Linked DNA regions of Mus musculus: all the other regions are linked to region 2. Evidence: chromatin contacts called from public HiChIP or PLAC-seq and promoter capture Hi-C data. All regions are on one chromosome and are shown on one strand. Each heading gives the region's core, a stretch centred on a gene start, on an enhancer-like site or on the middle of the called end of the contact. The rest is flanking DNA. Distances are from core to core; before and after follow the strand shown. Region 1 overlaps Tuba8 (tubulin, alpha 8). Region 2 overlaps Bcl2l13 (BCL2-like 13 (apoptosis facilitator)). Region 3 overlaps Mical3 (microtubule associated monooxygenase, calponin and LIM domain containing 3). Region 4 overlaps Il17ra (interleukin 17 receptor A).

Region 1 (2,700 bases), core at 34-2,533, 360 kb after region 2:
TGTGCTAGCAGATCTCCCTCCCCATCCCCCAGTGTGCTAGCAGATCTCGGGAGGTTGACTTGCTTGCGTGTGACTGTGTGACCTTTGACTTCTGTGGCCGGTATTTCTGCTTTTTTTCTAAGAACATTGTTTACAAGAGACCGAGCCTGACAAGCAATAACACCATCCCCAAGGACCTCTGTAATTTACTGCTCTGGATTCTCCCTGTGACCTCTCACGCAGCCCTTCACCCCGGCAGAGAGACTTCCCTAAAATTATTGCAAAAAAGACCAAGAGGGGCATCAGATAAGCATCTAGAAAGCCATGAGCTTGGTGATAATAATGCAAGTTCTAGAAACTGATCTGCCTCTCACAGGGAAGGTATTTCCTGCTCCCTGCCCCTGAGAGAAACACACAAGAAGCCCCTTTTCATGGCACAGCTTCATTTGCTATGTCTGCCAACTTGATAATTTCCACTATCATTTCCTCTTTCTCCTAGCCTATCCTTTATTTCTCTTCAGCCTTTAGTTTCTAAGCCCTCATGATGCTCCCGTCTCAGATCCATGGCACTGACATGACAGGCTCACACCGCCATGGCCCTTCCTTTTCACCTTTATTCCCCTCTCCCCCTGCCCGAGCATACATCCCTTACATCTGCCCACCCTTGTTCATTCACCTGCTTCGTCCTGCAGCCCCCACTCCATGCCCATGCCCTGGTCTTGCCACCATAGCTTCTTACCAACAGATGTCCTGACGTTGTCTTTGGCGGACTCGTGTGTCATCCTGTGGCCTGTCTTCTTTCTCTGTTCCCCAGGTGGGCATCAACTACCAGCCACCTACTGTCGTGCCAGGAGGGGACCTGGCCAAAGTCCAGCGAGCCGTGTGCATGCTGAGCAACACCACAGCAATCGCAGAGGCCTGGGCCCGCCTTGACCATAAGTTTGACCTCATGTACGCCAAGCGGGCCTTTGTACATTGGTATGTTGGAGAGGGTATGGAAGAAGGAGAGTTTTCTGAGGCCAGGGAGGACCTGGCTGCTCTGGAGAAGGATTATGAAGAAGTGGGGACTGATTCGTTTGAAGAAGAGAATGAGGGGGAGGAATTTTAAATATACACTTGCCCCATGACTATGCCTCTTTCTTTGTGTTGGTTCCACTCACAGCATGCTGGGTTCCTAGTGCTGCGTTCAGACACCCAGCTGCAGATGCACATGGTCTCTCCTGTTTTCTCCTCTTAGGATGCTGGGCTCACTCTTCTGTGGGGAAAAGGAAACCACAGAAAGAGAAAGTGACAGGCAGGCCTCTCAGTCCCAGCCTACTTCCTGTCCTACATAGACGGGCCCCTGACTCCAGCACCCAGGCATTGTGACCAGACACAAGGACACTGAACATACAGGGAACTCCCTCTGGAATAGAATATTTCATTACTGAAGGATGAAAGTGAACAGGTCACGAACATGGGGTTAAGAAACTTAATTCTAGTTTAGACTGAGTTGCCCTAAGACAGAGCCTGCTGTTGGAAGAATAGGACCACACCAGCAAAAACCCAGTCTGGGAAGATGCTGCAGAGAGATGGGATGGACAGACGCTTGTGTGATGGATCCACAGCACAGCCCTGACCTCGTCTGGATCGATCACATTCGTTCATCAAGAGTTTGAGTATCTCTATCCCTTTCCCTCTCGGGTGTGTTCCAAGACCCTCACTAGATGACGACCACCAAGAGTCCTGTCCCTGTACCTATGTCTGTCTGTCTGTCTGTCTGTGTTTTTCTATACTTACACACATTATGAAGTATAATTTAGACACCAGCACAGTGAGACATTAGCAATCACCATCAACAGACTGTAAGAACTAAGACAAAATTCTGTAATAAAAGTTATGCGAAGACCTGGGGTGTACAGTTCTGTGGTGAGCAAGTGCTTAGCACCTGTGACTGGGTTCATTTTCTACCACTGTACTCAGAGGGACAGAGCAGCAGATGTGTCTGCTTCCTCCTGTTTCCTCATCGGTGGATGTCATAACTCACTCTTCTATGGGAAAAGGAAACCATAGAAAGAGAAAGTGAAATGGATGGTGTCTGAAGTCTACTCTCTGACCCAGGCACTGTTAGCATCTGTTCCAAGGGTCAGAGAGTTAGAAACATGACAATTTTCTGCTTCCTAAATACATTTAAAAAAAATAGTAAGGTCACTTTAGATGGTGTTTAGAGATGTCAGAAAGTAATGACAGTATCTCGAGTGTCACTGTGGAAGGATGGAGTCCAGGACACATGAATCCAAGGATACTGCGCATGGGGAACAGCAATATGAAAACAGAAGGGGACACGTGTGTATGTTCCGACTGCAGGAGAGGCATTTGCTAGGAGGGTGGGAAGTCAGGTAGGCGCTGGAGTTTATCTAGCCTCAGAGGAAAAACACCGTGGATGCTTAGATATCTCTTAAGTGCAGCATAAGCACTTGAAGGCTTGAGGAAGGCTTCCACGATACCTAATCTTTTATCTACACCTTCTTCCATGTCCTCAACAATCTCAAGATGGAGTTTTGGGTCATTCTGTATGGACACAAGGATGGAGAGGTGACTGCTAGTGACAGCAAGGTAGAGTTCAGATGGGTCCCAACACCAGCCCCCTCTCCACTGGTCCTGCTCTTGTGTTCCTCATGAAATAGCCCACAGGAGAAACAAGCCTGCCGTTTGCTCAGGAGAGGATGGGAGGCACAGTGC
Region 2 (2,700 bases), core at 145-2,644:
CCCAAGTGCTGGGATTAAAGGCGTGTGCCCCCAAGGCCGGCTTCCCCCGTTCTTTTCTTTTTTCTTTGTTTATTATGTTTTTTGAAATCATCTCATTGGACCCCTGGTTGACTTCAGATTCACCATTTAGCCAAGGTTGGTCATCCTGCCTCCACTTCCCTAGAATGCTACCTTGCCCAGCTTTTTGTTTGTTTGAGACAGGGTTTCTCTGACTGTCTTGGAACTCAATTTGTAGACAAGGCTGTCCTGGAATTCACAGAGATGCCTTTTCTTTCTAAGTGCTAGGATTTAAAAGTGTGTACCACCATGCTTGGCTGACGTTTTTATCTTTTATTTTATTTTATTTTATTTTATTTTATTTTATTTTATCGACACAGGTTCTTGCTGTATAGCCCAGCTGGCTTTGAGCTCACAGTGTAGCCCAGGCAGGCTTCCTGCTTGAGATCATCCAGATTGTAGGTGCTCACCATTACACCTGGAACCTTTAGTACTTTTTGTAGAACGTGCATATGGGTGTTTTGTCTGCATGCATGTCTGTGTGTACCTAGTGTCCATGGAGGCCCAGAAGAGGGCTTGGATCCCCTGGGACTGGGGACTGGGAATCCAACCCTGATCCTCTGGAAGAGCAGCACTGCTCTTAACCACTGGCAGTCTCCAGCCCTGGTACCTCTTACTGAGTTAGGTCTGTCTTCTCTCTTGTCTTCAGCCTTCACCAGCACAGGCTTTGACTGTCACACCTCGCCTGTGTTTAGCCCTGCTAACCCCGAGAGCTCCATAGAAGACTGCTTGGCCCATCTTGGAGAAAGAGTGTCACAAGACCTGAAGGAGCCTTTGCAGAAAGCATTGCAGACGATCCTCAGCCAGTGAGTTGCAGTTGCTGCCGAGTGGAGTGTGCTGCTTCTAAGGCGGCTCTGGGAGTCCAGCGGTCCTGGGTTGGCTGATGGCTGAGGCTTTGCTTAGGCAGTTCTTCACTTTTCCTTCCTCTGAGCTTAAAGCATCTGCTTTGTTTTGGATGCCGGATTTGCCTGGAAGCAGGGATTTAAATATCCCAAAAAGACCTGATGGTTTTTATTGACCTGGTGAGCTGCCAGGTTTCAACAGATGCATGTACTGTGCTATAAACACAAGCCATTGCCCGGTCCCAGTCGCTCTTTGCTTCTGTCCCATGTGGTGCTCATCTGTATCTAGATATGATGTCTAAGCGTTTGTGTACTGGAATGTGTAACTAGCTCATGCTGGTATTTTAGATTTCTGTATTCAGAATTGTAGCTGTATCACAGATACTGTTATCCTTTGGGCAAGTGAAAGTGCAAGCAAGCTAACATAGAACCTCTTCACCCATGGTACGTCTCAAAAGCCAACTTCCCTGATTTTTCAATGAGAATCTTTGAGGAATTAGTAATGACTCATCGGATTAGTATGAGTTGATAAAGATGAGTCACTTAGGGAGAAATTTATTCCTCACCAAAAAGGCTGAAATTCAGACGTCAAGTCACTGTTGTAGTAAGGACAGTCCTTACTCTCTCATGTAGCCAGAGTTGGCCGTGTTTTTTCAGGTAGCAATTGGGGTTTACTTCTGCATATTCTGGTAAAATGAGCAATGAGCAAATATAAAATTTATAATTATACTCAGTGAAATGAAGCCATAGTTGGATTTTCTATCTCAGACACAAGCTTTTAAAACTGTAGAAAGGACAGTCTGAGTGGCCAGGAAATAAGACGTACGCAGGAACTTTGGGGTCATAGTGTGGTTTCCTGAAGTGTTCAGCAGAGCTGCTGTTCCTGAGCCCCTGTGCCCTGAAGAGGAGAAGGCCGGATTCAGCAGGGCTCACTAAGATTCTCTTAGTTCATATATTGTATATATTGAGATTACAAGTTTACAAGTTCTATTTTTTTTTTTTGTCTTGTCTTTTTTGAGTCAGGGTCTCACCAAATTTACAGAGATTCGTGTACCTTTTCCTCCTAAATATCGACTAAAGGCATGTGCCACCACCATGCCTGGCCTTTAAGATGAGTTTTTATTTATCTGTATGCTGATGTCTAGAAGGTCGGAAGAAGGCACTGAGTTCCCTGGACTGAGTTACAGACCCCAGTGTGGGTACTTGGGGACCAAACGGGAGCAGGAAGTTCTCTTAATCTTAGCTGCTGAGTTCTCTCTCCAGCCCCGTCTGTGCAAATCATCTCATTCTTCATATGTCAGTTTCTTCATTTGTTAATTGTAATTTGGCTGCGATATTACCAACTCTCCAGTGAACAGAATGGTATGATTTCAGACAGGGTCTCTCACTATGGAGTCTTAGTGGCCTGGAACTCACAGAGATTCACCTCACCTCTGCCTTCCAAGTGATAGGGTTAAAGGTCTGTGCCACTGTGCCCTGAGTGTGTTTTACTTTTACACAAAGCTGATTTAGATGAATATTTACCTCTCCCAAACCCTGAATAGTGATTAATTATTTTCAAAGTTTGTTGCATAGCAAGTAAAATTTGTTCAGAAGTCTACTTTTGAAAAATTTAAACTCTGATACTAATGCCTTGGAAACAGTGCAATTATTGTACAGGTTGAAGGCAGTTTCTTAAAGTGGAAATGCCTCCTTCAAATGTTTTTGCTAAAGTGGGGAAATAATCTTGAATTCTTTATATGAAATACCTTTGATTTCTAAAGTTACCCCTTTCTTCTCTGCTATTTTCTAAGAGCTCATA
Region 3 (2,700 bases), core at 136-2,635, 260 kb after region 2:
GTCCACCCCAATACCCTGCACGAAGCAGCCAGACTACAGACCTTCACCCTTGTACCAACCTCCTTAGGAAAATGAAGTCAGGAGTATATCAGCCCACCTGGTGTCTGGGGCCAGGCACCATAGAATCCATAGAATTTGCCTAAATTTTCTGAAAAGGGAACCCTGACTCTGAAAGCCCAAGGGCAGAGTCTGCAGGTGATCAATTCTGTCAGCTCAGGCAAGACCGCTCACCCCTGCTGACTCTGTGCCTGGCCCAAGGAAGGCCCCTTTTAAAAGGTGAGGTCAGGTCCAATGAAAGGACCAACGCACTTGTTACCAAGCTTGGGACCTGTGTTCAATCTCTGAGCCATACGGTGGAGGGAGAGAACTAATTCTTTAAAAAAAAAAACAAAACAAAACACAACGTATTTATCTTATGCATATGTGTACACTGTAGCTAGCTGTCTTAAGACACAACAGAAGAGGGCATCGGATCCCATTACAGATGGTTGTAAGCCACCATGTGGTTGCTGGGATTTGAACTCAGAGCCTTCAGAAGAGCAGTCAGTGCTCTTAACTGCAGAGCCATCTCTCCAGACCCAAGAACAAATTCTTACAAGTTGTCCTCTGACTTCTTATTGTGTATCATGGCTCAGAAGCATAAACAGACACAATAAATAAATAAATAAATAAATAAGAAAGCACCACAGGTTCGCTCCCTAGAATTGAGAAAACATGCAGCATAAAACAATAACAACAAATTTGTTTTTCAAGACAAGGTTTCTCTGCGTAGTGTTGGCTGTCCTGGAACTTGTAGACCAGGCTGAACTCATACTCACAAAGATTCTCCTGCCTCTGCCTTCCTGGTGCTGGAATTAGGCAGTGCAACACCAACACTTGGCTCTACAATTTAAAAACAATTTAAAACAACAACTCAAAAAAAAAAAAAACCAAAAAACACACAAACAAACAAACAAACAAAAAAACAAAAAAACCACTGTAGGCCAGGCATCTTTAATTCCAGCACTCAAGAGGCAGAGGCAGGTGGATCTCTGTGAGTTCAAGGCCAGCTCTGGCATACAAAGTGAGTTCCAGGACAGCCAGGGCTATACAGAGAAACCCTGTCTCAGAACAAACAAACAAACAAACAAACAAACAAACACAAAGCCAAAATCACAACAACAAAACAATCTGCCCCCCCTCCAACACTTGGGAGAAGAAAAGCAGGATTGAAAAGGGCTGAAGGTTTACTACAGAAGCTCAAGCGTCCACGAGGTTGGTTACCAACGGGTTCCATACAGCATTGCTTCACCCCCCAGGCCTCCTGGGGCAGTAGGGCAAGAGGTGGCCAGAACTTCCCTGCCAGGCTCCTCCTCTTGGATCACCCTGCCAGTTCACCCAGAATGCTGTGCAAACATCATCGTCCATGTGTGCTGACACATGACACATGGACCTAGGATTTCACAAGGCCATGCACCCGGGGCTCCTGGGCCGGGACACTTGCTGGCATTGGCTGGCTTCCTGCTGGACGTCTGTGGCTTTTGCCCACCCAGCATCCCCACACATGGGAATGGGATATGAAGGCTGCAAGGTGAGCATTTCACCCAAGGTCCTGTCATCCCATCTACCAGCTGGTGGCAGGGAGCCCGGCTCCACCCAGGAGCTCTGACCTTTCTTCCTGGAATTTGAGTGGGAAGCACAAAGCCACAGAAAGATGAGCAAGAGTTTTTCCAGCCAAGAACACCCTGCAGGGACAAGCTAGTTACCTTTCTGTTTAGATCCCCTTGGCTGGCTGCCTGGTTCCAGTCCTTCCTGACACCTGGGAACTACCTTTTCATGAAGCTAATTCATAGCCTCTCTCTCTCTCTCTCTCTCTCTCTCTCTCTCACTTTCCTTCCCCTTCCAAAAGTTAGCCCAAGAGCCTATTTCTGTTGTTTGCAATGCACCCCCAACAACTGCCACCCTCCTGCCTCTCCTTCACCTCACCCATGTCATTGCCACCTATTTGTCTACAAAGTACTAAAAATCATTGAGCCGTGGAACTCTGTAGAGACACTAGGGTATTTTCCCAAGGTCACACAACTAAGGAGATCATGGCCAGAATTTGAACTCACATTTTGGTATAAAGGCATGAGGGGAGTGATATGACGCACAGCCAAGATGAGTTCAAATGCTTGCCTTCCTGTAGGCTGCCACATGAAAATCCAAGTCATGTCACTGTCAGAACTGCATTGACTCTAAGTGAGAGAAACAGCTACAGCAATGCCACCTTTCTGTGTTCTCTAGGGCTGCCGGAAATGCTGCATATATAAGTGTCCGGCCTGGGGTATGCACTGGTTAGATTGGCTGCCCTAAAAGTGCAAATTACAGCCACCTAGTGAGTAAACACAGTAACTGAGGCCGGGTCTAGTCCAAAGATCTATGTAGATCTACTGCCTCTAAGTAGATCCAGATAGAATCTCAAAAATCTCTCTCTCTCTCTCTTTCTGCCCATCTCTATCACAACACACACAATATACACACATACATATACACACACATAGATACATACATACACTCACACATACATATACACATGCATACACACATATACACACAAACACAATACATACATACACACACATAAACACATATATACACATACACATATTCACACAAACACACATGCAAAAATACACATACATAGACACACATAGACACATATATACACACATACATATG
Region 4 (2,700 bases), core at 73-2,572, 400 kb before region 2:
TGGTAGAGCAGACAGTGCTCTTAACTGCTGAGCCATCTCTCCAGCTCTTTAAATTCGTTTTTATTAAGTAATGTAGGGATTCCTTTTTTAAAATTGTACTGGGATATTTAAAACAGCTCCCTAAGTCACACTCAAGCCTGCTCCCCAAAGGCAGGCACTTATAATGGACTTGTTTGTTTCTTTTGACACCTATGTTTTCGCAGTGTGCCTTTTTACTCACCCCGGGTAATAGAGGAAACATCACTTGCTCCAGATCTCTGCTTTCCCATTACATTTGTATCATGGTTTGATTTTCAGCTTCCTGTTGTTACAGCAAGGCAGCTGTTGTCTCTAGTGAGGCAAGAGATGCACTTTGATAAACATTTTTCTGGTAGTTACTCCCCTCTCCCCTTCACAGATGATCACACATCCAACTATTAACAAGCAAGACTGAAACTGTAGGGCTTGAAGTATCAAGCTATTTCTGTCAGTTGTAGCAAGCTAGTCAGCCAAGTGTTTCCAAACCCCTCCCACTTCCTCCTCTTGTCAGGATAGGTAGCATCTTGCCCTGGATTTTAAGTAGCTTCTGATGGGTAAGAAAGAGGGAGTCCCCCAAATGCAGTATAGCTGCTGTTGTTTCTGTAAGAGTCCCAGTCCCAGGAGCAGTTTCTGTCCTGTGTCCCAGTTCACAGGAGTGCTGGATGGGAAGAGAGGAGCAGGCTTGTAGGACTTAATCTCAGAACATGGTATGCTGTGTGTCTGTGGGAACGAGCAGAGACATCGAGATAGGTCTTGTTTTACACCTGCAAGGACCATTTGGCAGGCTGTGATGTTAGCCCAGGGCAGTGAAGGACAGTTAGTCACAAAGAACTGGGAGACGTACGTGAAGTCTGGACCCCAAGAGCATGTGAACTGGTGCCCCAAACAGGTAGGAAGGACACAGATGAAATAGTAGGCTCAGAATGGATCCTGGCATGATATCATCCTGTGGCCTATTTTATGAATGAACCCTGAGGCATCACATCGCCGAGTCCTGCACTCTGCTCCCTCTGGAGAGACAGCTGTCAATCAGTGTCCATCCTAGACACAGTGCGGTACTGTGCACCCGTCATCCAGGCCTTGCCTCTGCTGCACATCAGCTTCATGGGATGGTGTGGGCCAATCTGGGTAGTTCAGGCCTGGAAGTCACAGAACTTGAATTCCAGAGCTTCCTTGCTATCTTGCCAGCAGTGACAGTCACTCCTTAGAGTCCCAGATTCCAGCTCTAGAGGATGTCCCCTATCACTTGTGACAGAGATTGGCAGTGTTGCCAGTGAACTATGCATAATGAGTCAGGGTTTCATGACTAAGTCAGAGTTCTGTGGCATTTCCTAAACTGATGGCCAGTCTGAGAACACCAGCCCAGTGTTTACAGTGTTTGTGAAGCAGAAGTGAGAAGTGAAGGTCTGTTTCATCATCTCCCATATCCACTTCCTGCCCTGCGTCTTTACTCCTGTGGTTAGTTTAATTTCCAGCAATAGTGTGAAGTTGGTGTTAGAGTATTCTGATTTTTTAAAAAAGATTTATTTATTTTATGTATGTATGAGTACACTGTTAGCTGTACTGATGGTTGTGAGCTATCATGTGGTTGCTGGGAATTTGAATTCAGGACCTCTGCTCGCTCTGGTTGACCCCACTTGCTCTGGTCGGCTCTGCTCTCTCCGGCCTAAAGATTTATTTATTTTTATATCTATATCACTGTCTTCAGACACACCAGAAGAGGGTGTCAAATCTCATTACAGATGGTTGTGGGCCTCTATGTGGTTGCTGGGATTTGAGCTCAGGACCTTCAGAAGAGCAGTCAGTGCTCTTAACCACTGGGCCATCTTTCTAGCCCAACTACTCTGATTTTATGTTGAAGAAATTGAGGCTTTGAGTAAGGTGGTGATTCAACCAGGGCTCTGTGTGTGTGTGTGTGTGTGTGTGTGTGTGTGTGTGTGTGGCGCATATGTGTGGTGTTGTGGTGTGTGTGTGGTATATGGTGTGTGTGTGGGGGGGCAGAACAGTTATTTAAACTTTTCCTAACAAGTTTATAAATTTGATGCTTCACCTCTGAGGAAAATTAGAAACCTTGGAATTTTAAGACCTTCTTTTCCAGACACCCTCTCTGTTTTGTAGTTTGTTTTTGTTTTTATTATTATTTCTTTTTATTGTTTCAATTCCCAGCCCATAACAGTTATTCAGAAAGCCTCCAAGTCTAGCTTTGCTTGGCAGCTCATGCCTTTAGTTCCGGCAATCAGGGTAGTGGAGACAAGCTGTTCTCTGTGAATTCAAGGTCAGCCAAGTCTAGGATATTCTGTCCCCCAAAGATGCGCCCTCTCCCAAAGATAAAACGCCTCCAGTTCTGTTTGCTGTCTGCCCACCACTCACCTCCTCTGCTGGACAAAGAGGAACAAAAGTGCAGAAGACTTTTGACTACTTGGCAGCAGAGCAGCTCCCAAAAGTGAGCTGGGAGGGAGACAGGGACTGTGTGAACCGCTCTCAGGGGCCTGCCAGGCAGCGGGGCCACTGGGAGCCTGGCCCTTCTCATCGGTAATCAACACTTCCTTTCTTCCCACAGGGGCTGAGCTGCAGAGTCAAGAATAGTAAGTCCTCTTTTTTGTTTCACTTATTGCCTCAGTTAATACAGTGAGGGCCTCCCACTGACTTCACAGGGCAGCCTCCTGTGGGCTGAGCTCTGGA

The links. Promoter capture Hi-C pulls out the DNA fragments that hold promoters and counts their contacts. HiChIP or PLAC-seq counts read pairs in DNA pulled down with a chosen protein or histone mark.
Region 1: a promoter capture Hi-C map of the HPC-7 cell line shows a contact between it and region 2. The contact joins two enhancer-like sites. A contact is called at or near these places in 3 of 39 promoter capture datasets (the C10 cell line, the HPC-7 cell line and cranial neural crest) and 1 of 115 datasets of contacts at active chromatin or transcription factors (pancreatic cancer cells).
Region 3: a contact with region 2 is called in a FOXA1 HiChIP or PLAC-seq map of pancreatic cancer cells. The contact joins two enhancer-like sites. A contact is called at or near these places in 2 of 115 datasets of contacts at active chromatin or transcription factors (embryonic stem cells and pancreatic cancer cells) and 2 of 9 other capture datasets (macrophages and pancreatic islet).
Region 4: a contact with region 2 is called in an HNF4G HiChIP or PLAC-seq map of pancreatic cancer cells. The contact joins two enhancer-like sites. A contact is called at or near these places in 3 of 39 promoter capture datasets (liver and pre-B cells) and 2 of 115 datasets of contacts at active chromatin or transcription factors (large pre-B cells and pancreatic cancer cells).

Annotation. Positions count from the first base shown.
Region 1 is chr6:121,224,993-121,227,692 of GRCm38.p6, forward strand. Tuba8 (tubulin, alpha 8) reads left to right here. Exons shown (of 5, transcript NM_017379.2): 5 at 794-1,106. The coding sequence ends at 1,087. Among named protein-coding and RNA genes, the nearest start is that of Tuba8, 16 kb to the left of the region's middle. Within about 2 kb of position 1,284, at least 93 of the 459 cell types and tissues checked have an H3K27ac peak or open chromatin away from gene starts, as enhancers often do. A contact at or near this core is called in the HPC-7 cell line, where this site is marked.
Region 2 is chr6:120,864,862-120,867,561 of GRCm38.p6, forward strand. Bcl2l13 (BCL2-like 13 (apoptosis facilitator)) reads left to right here. Exons shown (of 7, transcript NM_153516.2): 4 at 707-863. Among named protein-coding and RNA genes, the nearest start is that of Bcl2l13, 30 kb to the left of the region's middle. Within about 2 kb of position 1,395, at least 67 of the 459 cell types and tissues checked have an H3K27ac peak or open chromatin away from gene starts, as enhancers often do. A contact at or near this core is called in the HPC-7 cell line and pancreatic cancer cells, where this site is marked.
Region 3 is chr6:121,121,441-121,124,140 of GRCm38.p6, forward strand. The region is part of intron 1 of Mical3 (microtubule associated monooxygenase, calponin and LIM domain containing 3); the gene reads right to left. Among named protein-coding and RNA genes, the nearest start is that of Mical3, 8.2 kb to the right of the region's middle. Within about 2 kb of position 1,386, at least 37 of the 459 cell types and tissues checked have an H3K27ac peak or open chromatin away from gene starts, as enhancers often do. A contact at or near this core is called in pancreatic cancer cells, where this site is marked.
Region 4 is chr6:120,469,514-120,472,213 of GRCm38.p6, forward strand. It overlaps Il17ra (interleukin 17 receptor A), which reads left to right. Exons shown (of 13, transcript NM_008359.2): 2 at 2,579-2,603. Among named protein-coding and RNA genes, the nearest start is that of Il17ra, 7.7 kb to the left of the region's middle. Within about 2 kb of position 1,323, at least 154 of the 459 cell types and tissues checked have an H3K27ac peak or open chromatin away from gene starts, as enhancers often do. A contact at or near this core is called in pancreatic cancer cells, where this site is marked.